Regions from separate parts of the Mus musculus genome. Here regions 1 and 2 are each linked to region 3. A link is a contact called in public HiChIP or PLAC-seq and promoter capture Hi-C data. All regions are on one chromosome and are shown on one strand. The core of a region is the stretch at or near the end of the contact, and the rest is flanking DNA. Distances in the headings are between cores, read along the strand shown. Region 1 has its middle 55 kb from the start of Pdhx. Region 2 overlaps Gm34483 (a long non-coding RNA gene). Region 3 holds the start of Commd9 (COMM domain containing 9).

Region 1 (3,292 bases), core at 46-2,545, 1.1 Mb before region 3:
CTGTAAGAACAGGTAGGGTCATGGTGTCTGTCTTTCAGGGTGTTAGGTTTGCATGACGAGTGCTTTTACCCACTGAACCCTCTCCTCAGCCCCCTTTTCTAATTTTGACATCTGAGGACTTGAACATGAGACAGCCATAAGTAGCTCTTTGCTTGCGCTCTGTCTTCTGTGGGCCGGTATCACTAGCAATAATGCCTCCATTTCCTGTAGCTACAAAGGAGGTTGGTCCCCATCCAGCTTGGACAGAGGCACTGTTTATCTGAAGCCATTTATTTCAGTTCGTGGGCAACACAAACCTAGTTGCCTCCCTCTCATGGTTTCTGTGATAGTTAATAAGCAGTGTAGAAGCTTTCCCCGTTTGATCAAAAATAATTCCTCTAGCATCTCTAGCAATTAGATTCCTGTAAGCAAATTGTCATTTATGGAAATAATCCTATTGCAGCATGAGGTCAAGGAATGATCTTGATTTGAAGGAGTGTGGATACATGGTGTGAGCCATGTGTGCATCAGCAAGACTGTCCACCACCACACTCTGTTTATAACAGGCAAATATACTGAGACAAGGAAAACAACCTAAGCATGAATTATGAGGGAAAAGCATCATTCATCTTAGTGTTTAACCATTAGTCATGGAAGTATTAATGAACAGTTACCTCTGTTAGTCAGAATGGGCTGGTTTCTTTAACTACACTTCCTACTTAGTAGCTAAAAATGAGTTTGTCCACTATTTTCTGTCACATTAAAAATGTCTGGGTGCTGCTGACCAGACTTGAATGAAACATTGCCAAGTAATTTATAAATACTGTTAAGAGTGTTCACATAATATCGAATGGAACTTTTTCTTTTTCTTTTGTTTTTTACTTATTTGCACTCTGAACCTACCTTTACCAGTAATTGTTTAAGCAAAACATAAGTTCTGGAAAAGAAGCCTTGTTTCCCTACTTTGAAAGGTAGGTGGTGCTATGAGTTAATATATTGTCATCCAAATAGAGAAACTGCATGGCTTTCGGTCTCAGCTTTCAAAGACATTCTGTTCTCATGACAAGGTTGTGTCATGATGGACGCGGGCTCCCTTCGCAAAGTGAAGAAATGAACTTATGCAGATTAAAAATTACACTTGAAACAAGTGCTATGAATGGGAAGCACTGGATTTTTAGAAGGGAGTAACAATACAGAAAGACTTTAAAATTAATCTGGCCATGATTCCAAGTGGGTTACAACAAAGGATGTGGGGCAGCAGGAAACAGCTGCAGGGTTTATACTAACTGAAGTATGACTGACTCTGGATCGCCATTACCTCAGGGCTTTTAATGAAGAAGGACAAGGAAGTGTGTCCTCCATGCCAGGCTGCTGTATGTGTGTTGTGAATGCAAGGTAGGCGTGTGCTTTCGAGACAGCGCCATAAGATGAGTGGAATTCCCTCCAGGACAGTTTCTGGAGGCTCACTATTGCCACTTGAAGAGGAGTGAGGTGCTTATATGTGATACAGCAAGTAGCATGGTTTCAGGACACATCTAAACTTGTAAATAAAAGAGTGATCGTCTCATAAAGACATTTTGAATAGTTCTGCATGGTTATTTGCCTTTCTGGCATCTGCATTGGTTTTGGAAGGAGGCAATTGGAACAAAGTAGTTTATCTTCTAAGTTATAGAACAATGAGGAGCCTCTTTAATTAAAAATAGTTTAGATAAACATATTTGGTGCCCACAGAGGCCAGAAAAGGCCATTGGATTGCCTGGAACTGGAGTTTCGGGCACTTGTGAGCAGCCATGTGAGTGCTGAGAACTGATCTTGGGACCTTTGCAAGAGCAGCTAACCACTGAACCATTTCTTAAGCACCCTTAATTGAAATTTGCTAAAGTCGTTTGCAGATGAACTTTGGAAAGTTACTGTTAGTTTGTGTCTTTGATCATATAGTTTATTTTCACAAATTAGAAGTCACTTCCCTGATTTTCCAACTCTGAGCCACCTTTTTCTTTCTGAGAAAGTGAGTATTGTCAATGCTCCTTGATTTAAACTATACCACCAAGGACATAAGTTTAAGGGAAATATAGGTTTCTGTTAAAAGTTGAGAGAACATTAGGACGATCAGTCAAGATTTTCTCATCTAAATGTATTTAAATTTTTTTCTTTATGAGATTCATAGTTATTCTTGTCACAGACAAGTAGATCTTTAAAGATTTGTCTGTTGTGGCCAAATGAGATACACATTAGTCAAGCCTTTATAAAGCATAAACTGGACACAAGGTTAAGTTTTTATGTGTATGTTACACTTAAACTTTGTATAGGGTCTCAATGTATGTAGCCCTGGTTATCCAGGAACTCCCTTTGTAGACCAGGCAGACCTCAAACTCAGATCTACCTACCTCTGCCTCCCTAGTGCTGGGATTAAAGGTGTGCACCACCACCTCTTGGCCCCACTTACTTTCTATCCGTGGCCCCTCAGTCCGCTTGGCAGAGAATACTACTTATCAGGAAGCTACAGGATAGAGCTTGGTAGATGATCACCCCTCCCAGTGCCTTAGCTTCTGCTCTGTGGGAACATCCTTTTCTAAGAATTCATTTAATCTGCATGCTTGCTCATCAGGAGGAGTATTTTCTGCCTAGTGTCAGCCTAGTTTAAAATTACTAGGCTTTTGGCAGTAAGCTTATCCTGTGTCTTAATAATTCTTATCTATGGAGGAGGGGAAAGATCCTCTGTGTGGCAACTGCTTATCTTACATCATCTCTTCAGTTCTGTGTGGGAGGTGTATCTTGCTTTATAGCAGCCCTCCTTTATAGTCTTAGATAACGTGTACAGACTCAGAGACTACATGAACTGAGCTAAGCTCTAAGAGCTGCATCTGGGATTGAGCCTATATCCATGTGGTACAAAGCTTTAACAACATTACACACAACATTCTCAGGTGGACATTGGCTGAGCTCGTTCTACTGAAGTTCTTCAGCGATGTCACTTCATGTACAGTGAGACCTATAAAAAGTTTAAGTACAACATACAAATAAAAACATGTACACTTGGCTCGTATTTTCTTTGTAGTTCCTTTCTGTGTCCTGGTTAGATTGCACATGAGGTACTGAGGGATTTTTGGTTTGTTTCCATTAAAAATACATCTGTGAAGTACTAAAATCAAGAGTCATGACTTACATATAACTCCCAGTGACAGCCTTAATAAAACTGAAGCGTAAAACATTTAAGGAGGTAGTTCTTAATCTTCCTAATGCTGCGACATTTTATTAGGTTGTGACCAACCCCCAACCATGAAGTTACTTCATTGCTATTTAATAACTTTAC
Region 2 (3,378 bases), core at 718-3,217, 1.1 Mb before region 3:
TGGAATCACTCATCAGAGAGGGTAGGGTTACAGGATCATTTAAAATGTGAGGTAGCAAATTATGGCCTATTTTAGTAAAGGCAGGTTTATGCGTATATATGGTCTGTATTCGTTACTATTATATTGCTGTGGTAAAAGAACATGACCAGAGCAGCTTATAGAAGGAAGACTTTATTTGGGACTTACAGTTCCGAGTGATAAAAGTCCATCATCATCGTGGTGGGGAGCATAGCAGCAGGCAGGCAGGCAGGCAGACATGGTGTTGGAGCAGTACCTGAGAATTCACATCTACAAGGAGACAGAGAGGGCACACTGAGAATGGTATAAGCCTAGTGTAAGTTTTTTGTAACCTCAAAACCCACTTCTAATGACCCACACCCCCTAATTCTTCCCAAATAGTCCCATGGACTGGGGCCACATACTGAATACATGAGCCTATGGGGGCCATTCTCATTGGAGTCACTTCAAGTCTCTTCATTCCTACTAGTGGCAGAACTGAGTACTTGGGGCCGATATTGAATGGCTTCCAAAGCCAAAATTATAGTCCATCTGGCACTTTACAGGTAATGTTTGGATATCACCATCCTGGAAGAGGGTAATTAGGGGGTCAGCGTTGCAGTTTCAGGTGTTTGTATTAGAGACACATCCAGAGCATGAACTTAGAGGCAAGGAGAGGAATCGAAGATCCAGCTAGAGTGCCAATACCACAGCTGAATTACAGAGTTCCAGGTATAGTTTGAGACCCAAACAGAAGAATAGTTGTATGGAATGGAAAAACATCTCATGGATCAAAGTAAGATGAAGACTCCATATGTTAGTGAGAGTCACACTCATCTTGTCATGCAGAGTCTAAGGCAATGACGGCAAGTCCAATTTCAATGATTTTCTGGTGAGCTTGAGCCAGTGGTCAGTTTCCAGAGCTCAGAGATACCCAGGTTCTCTACCAAGAGAGTGAGTTAGTATGCTCAAATGACTCACATCTTTCTGTAAAATCAGAGGCACATAGGCATATACACTCCAATTCCTATTTGATGTAGTCACTTATCACCCCATGAGACAATGTGATTAAAATATTTCCCAGGTAGGGAAATGTTACCAGATTGAACAAATAAAAAATATAAAACACCTAGTAAAAGTTAAGCTTTAGATAAACAAAGGGAAAAAAAACACTTGAAATGTTTCATTGAACGTTATTATCCAAAAAATTATTTGTTAAGTGAAGTTCAAATCCCAATGGAAGCTCTGCCTTTTGTCTCTCTGCAGTATTCCCAAGGAGATTATGAATAAATCAACAATGTTTTAACTTCTGAGGATGCAAGAAATTTCTAGACTGCTGGGACTTTTTGTTCTTTCTCTCTGCACAACACATTCCTCACCTACCCGATGTGTTTGTATACCTGCAAGTATGTGTTTGTGCAGGTGTGCAAATGTGGATGTGGTTGCACATGCGTGTATGTACCCATGCTCGGGGAGGCCAGAGATCAGCCTTAGGGGCTGTTTCTCAGTAGTCTTCTCCTTGTGTTTTGAGGCAGGATGTCTTATTGGCCTGGAGTTCACCAAACAGGTTAGGGTGGCTGGCCTACAAGCCTCAGGGACTTACCTCTCTCCACCTTCTCAGTGCTTAGATTACAAGTGTGACCCCATGGCCAACCTTTTTTGTGTCGATTTTGGGCATTTACCTCAGGCCCTCCTGTTTATGGGGTTAGCAGTTTGCCAACTGAGTTATCTCATCTTGCTTCACCTAATTTTATCTTTTGTCTCCTATTTCCATTCTCAGAGCTGTCCTACAGAGAGCCAGTTATTACCTATTGACACCTCCCAGAATTATAATATGGCATGAACTGCCACTGATTGAGGCAAGGAAAGGCTGAAAGCAGAAAGAAGAAGTTGAGCTTCTTAAAGTGACTCACAGGAAGGAAACCTGGTGAGCAGGCAGTTGGATGATTGGCCTCTGACTCACTGGAGGTTTCTTTGCTAGAGATTTGCAGCCGTCTATCACCATCACTGATACTGACGTTAGTGTGCGATCAGCAAACCACTGACTTTCCTTGGCAGCAAATAGAACTCCTTCTTGGTTAAACCTAGGCTTAGACTAAACGGCTGGGTACTTGTTGGTTCCAAACAAAGAATTAAAACTGAAATTGGGGGGGGGGGAAGGGTGGCGGCTGGGTTATAAAGCTTCTTAAACAAAAATGTACAAGACCCTGTGAAGACCATGTTCATGGGTTTGAAGCATTTATCCCCACACTCTCTTCTGTCAGCTTGGTCTTGAGTAATATTCAAGTAAAATCTGGGTCAGTTACTATGCTGTGGTTGCAGAGGATACTCCTCACCCAATGTTCAGAGGATGTGGGCTAAGGTTATCTTTAGCAATGACTTTAAGAATATAGGGCATATTTAAACCTATTAAAACCCACAAAATCAGGTCTCCCAATCCATTGGGCTTCAGAGGCCTCCACAACAGCCTTAGAGGCTGTTTGATGTCTCTGAAAAAGTTAACTTGTAGCTGTATGGACTGTGACCAGCTTACAGCCTCCAGCCTTGGCATGGAGCATATCTCTGGTTTCAAAGCTGAGCGCATCTGTGTCTCCCAGACACCCACTAGACAACGGCTGAACATGCCAGAGCATAGGCATTTCTTTAAATCATAAATTTCTTGAGTGAGTGAGCAGTCTTTTTTCTGGAATTCCCCCACTGGGCTGGCCACAACTTTGTAAGATCGCTGTGATCCGAAGTTCTAATTGATCAACTCCATTTCCTTTCCCCTGTATGTTCTAAGTTATACCCCAATGCAGTGACTAGATGTCTGTTGCCACTGGGTTCTCTTGTTGAAATTTACCTTTCAAGGTTAATCATATTAGGAGGCAGGTCTTTGGAAGGCTATTGAGTCAAGGGTGAAGTCTGAGATTAGAGACCTCTTAGTCTTTCTGTCATGCAGGGTACAGTGAAAAACTAGAGCCTGCAAGTAGCAGAGGAACCAGGCTAGCATGCCCGTATTGAAGTAGGCTTGAAGACATAATGGGCACACCAATATGGCTCCCAAGGAACTGACCACATCAGGTTATATTCTGTAAAGGGAAGGGATATCTTGAGGAGAGAGTAATAAGAAGGGTTTATGACAAATCTATTCCTTCTTTCCCTGGAAGGAATGAGAATGATAAGTGAATTAGAGGAAGAATCAAGCCTTCAAATGTCAGGCTTTGCCTTCCTCGCTCCTCGGGGTCAAGCTTTCTCTGGAGAGGGAACTGTGGAAGTATAGAAAGATATTGATAAACTCGGAACACATCCTGGAGGTGACTGAGAGCACCCAGAAGCCCCACATATATTCTGGCACAGTATCCATGGGTAATATAGTGCAGCATGGCCAGAGGGACCTTC
Region 3 (2,971 bases), core at 271-2,770:
ATCCACAAACATCATCTACACCAAGATTTACAAACGTTCTTGAAATGAAAACTAATGATACAAGAATGTTGAAGTGTCAAGGAATTCTGGAGGCCAACTGCAAGTGAGCTTGGCTGTAAGATGTCAACCCAGGGGTCTTACATAGATAGCTATGCCTTGGAGCTTTACTGGATCAATGTAAATACCCCAACTGTGATATTGTTCTGTAGATATCCAGGAAGTCACCATTAAGGAACATGGGACAAAAATCTCTCTGCATTATTTCCCACAACTACAGGAGATATTATAGTTAGCTTTTAATAAAGTGTATTTAAACAATAGAGCAGTGAAAATGAGCTATTGCTACAATCATGACTGGAAGCCAGATGTGAACACTGATATGAAGAAGTGTTCCATTTCTGTGGAGTTCAGAGACTGAGTAATAGTACATGGTGTCCGAAGCTATGCACTGTTGGGAAGGCAAGTGAAGTAAGTAACCAGGGAGGCACTGGGGGTACTGGTGTCTCAGTCTGTGGTCTGGTGTTGGCTACATGAGTGTGTAGTCATTAAGGGAATTACTAATGATTTCAGTATGCTATATGTTATTTTCCAAAACTTACCAAGGAAAAGAAAATGTCCCAAGACAAGCAAGCATGGAAAAGGAATGGCTTAAATCAACCACAAGGAAGAGAAAAAGCTGCTAAGGAGAACTCTTGGATCCTAGTCACAGCTCCACTATACTAAAGCCCTTCATAGCTATTTCTTCGGCACATACTGGGTGCCAGGTCTTGTTCTTGTTGGCATAGGCTTGTGAACAATGAAGTCAAAGTGCTCAGGAGTGGACTGAGCAAATGCACACTAGGAAGATGGATAACGGAAAGGGCATTATATGTGTGACTTATAATGACAGTGTCACGAGGATCATTTCTGATCTTCAACTGGATAAGAGAGAAGAAAGGAAAACAAGAAGAAACAGAAATCATGTTCCTCAGAAGAGAACACAAAGACATCCATGGTGTGTGCACACTAGTAATAAGTCCTAAGAGGGAATGCAAAGCCACCCTTCTAAGGAGTAACTCAAACTTTATGACGTCCCTAGAAGTACTAGGGTGACAAGAAGGAGAGAATTTCCCTGAGAGAGGCGTAAAGACTGGGATGAAATGGGAACTGGTGACTGTCACCCAAGTGCTCCAATCTATAAAACCACTCGTGGTCACTAATTCTTGGGTGTATTTACATCGACTATCTGATTTTTACTTCCACCTTAATATCTGGGCGTGATTAATTTTGTTGCTCCTGTTTAAAAGCTCAGAAAGGCTGAACGATTTTCTCAGGGTCACACAAAGAAGCACTGACGCGCGGCGGGTAGGGTGGGAGTGGGACAATGCTCCAAGTCAGGGCCGGTTTATTCCCAATTCTTGCTTTGCACCAAGTCCCAGACCCTAAGACGGTGGCCGCACGCGTCCCCACCCCTTCAAGATACCTTCAGTAGGCTCTGGAGCGCCACGAAATGCTCTGCTGTCAAGGCCGCCATCTTTCTGGAGTCACGTGACAGCCGGAGCAAGCGGAGCGTGCCTCGTGACCCCTCGCAGGACATGCTGGGAGTTGTAGTTCTTCACCGTGGCTGGCGGGAACGGCGTGCAAAGAACCAGGAAGTCTTCCTCCTGTATGACTAAGCTCAAAGACCAGAGGGCTGAGATACTGAGAGAACTCGGATATAGAATGATTTCCAGGGAACAACTGGCTGGACATCCTAGGTCAGGGAAACTGGTTTTGCCTTTGCCCCTCTGGGTAGGCTGGCTGATCTGGTGAATGCACCTGCAGACTTGGCAGACACCTTGGCAACTTAGATGCCCAGAAGAGATCGGCCTACTCACCATCTGGATTTAAATGAAGCTTTGCCTATTTGAATTCTTGGAATTCACACACACACACACACACACACACACACACACGCTCACATGCCTGCAGTACTCCCTAAAAACAAAACAAAACAAAAAAAACAAAAAACAAAAAACAACGCTTCAAGGCATATAGTTTCTTCTCTGTTTGTGGAGAGATAGGAGCCTTTGTAACTAGCCTTATCCAGACAGTCAAGCTAAGTCACTTAGGGTTCTTAGTAACTTTCCTGTGGTCCAAGAAGAGGTCTGGTTTGAAGGGCAGCTGATTAGGAAAGGGGTTAGAAAGGAAGAAGGCGTGTGAAGATATTGACTATCTTAGCTCTGTGCACCTCCGGCACGGTCTCTTCTGTCTGCATTCTTTCCCTTAAAACTGAGTGTTGAGGGTCATGCAGCAAGACCTGCCAACACCTTCCTCAGAGGCAGACCCTCCAGTCTTCAGAGAGTCTGAAAGTGGCAGTCGCTGGGTCAAAGGCTTAACTACAACCTTGCTATGGGTTGAGTCTGAAATCTGTTTTGCAGGTTCATCCTGTGGTCACTTGGACCCTAGCTTTGTGGGACTGCTGAATGTTAGAACCCTTAGGATCTGGGACCTTGCTAGTGAAGGTCTCTAGTGGCAGGCCTTTGGGGGTTATGCTGCTTCTGGTTCTGGCCTGATTGCATGGTGTCTTGTCTGCTGCTGTGTAAGAAGTCTTGGCTGTACATTATTGCCACCCTGCTCTGCCATGTTGGACTACAACTTCTGAAACCATGAACCAGAATAAATCTTCCTCCTCTAAGTTGTTTCCATCTAGTTCCTGTCACAGTGACACACCAGTAACCAATGCACTTGAGAAATTGAAAGCATAACAACTCAACTGAGCCATCCCAGGCTTTCTGGCTTTGAAATATTGTATAAGTCTTTAGGTGTAGCCTTTCCATGTCTTGATTCAAAGTGGCTGCAGGCTGTGAGCTTCCAGAATGAGGTACTAACTACTGTTTGCCAGCTACTAGGGAAAGCTGACATCCAGATGGGGCAATGATGACAGCCAAAGCAGCCATTTCCCCTGGCACTTGCCCTCTTTGCTGGGTACTGTATCTACTTCAACTGCAAG

Evidence for each region. Promoter capture Hi-C pulls out the DNA fragments that hold promoters and counts their contacts. HiChIP or PLAC-seq counts read pairs in DNA pulled down with a chosen protein or histone mark.
Region 1: a promoter capture Hi-C map of the HPC-7 cell line shows a contact between it and region 3, with 6 times the contacts expected there. The contact joins the enhancer-like site here to the promoter of Commd9 in region 3. A contact is called at or near these places in 16 of 39 promoter capture datasets (the 3T3-L1 cell line, 3T3-L1-derived adipocytes, the HPC-7 cell line and 9 more), 1 of 115 datasets of contacts at active chromatin or transcription factors (astrocytes) and 1 of 9 other capture datasets (macrophages).
Region 2: an H3K27ac HiChIP or PLAC-seq map of microglia shows a contact between it and region 3, with 5 times the contacts expected there. The contact joins the enhancer-like site here to the promoter of Commd9 in region 3. A contact is called at or near these places in 14 of 39 promoter capture datasets (the 3T3-L1 cell line, 3T3-L1-derived adipocytes, the C10 cell line and 8 more), 1 of 484 Hi-C or Micro-C datasets (B cells), 1 of 115 datasets of contacts at active chromatin or transcription factors (microglia) and 1 of 9 other capture datasets (macrophages).

What each region holds. Positions count from the first base shown.
Region 1 is chr2:103,016,979-103,020,270 of GRCm38.p6, reverse strand. No RefSeq gene overlaps it. Among named protein-coding and RNA genes, the nearest start is that of Pdhx, 55 kb to the left of the region's middle. Within about 2 kb of position 1,295, at least 39 of the 459 cell types and tissues checked have an H3K27ac peak or open chromatin away from gene starts, as enhancers often do. A contact at or near this core is called in the HPC-7 cell line, where this site is marked.
Region 2 is chr2:102,947,265-102,950,642 of GRCm38.p6, reverse strand. It overlaps Gm34483 (a long non-coding RNA gene), which reads right to left. Exons shown (of 6, transcript XR_866583.2): 3 at 187-288. Among named protein-coding and RNA genes, the nearest start is that of Gm34483, 7.9 kb to the right of the region's middle. Within about 2 kb of position 1,967, at least 124 of the 459 cell types and tissues checked have an H3K27ac peak or open chromatin away from gene starts, as enhancers often do. A contact at or near this core is called in B cells, the HPC-7 cell line and microglia, where this site is marked.
Region 3 is chr2:101,884,811-101,887,781 of GRCm38.p6, reverse strand. It overlaps Commd9 (COMM domain containing 9), which reads right to left and starts at 1,520. Exons shown (of 6, transcript NM_029635.3): 1 at 1,463-1,520. The coding sequence starts at 1,513.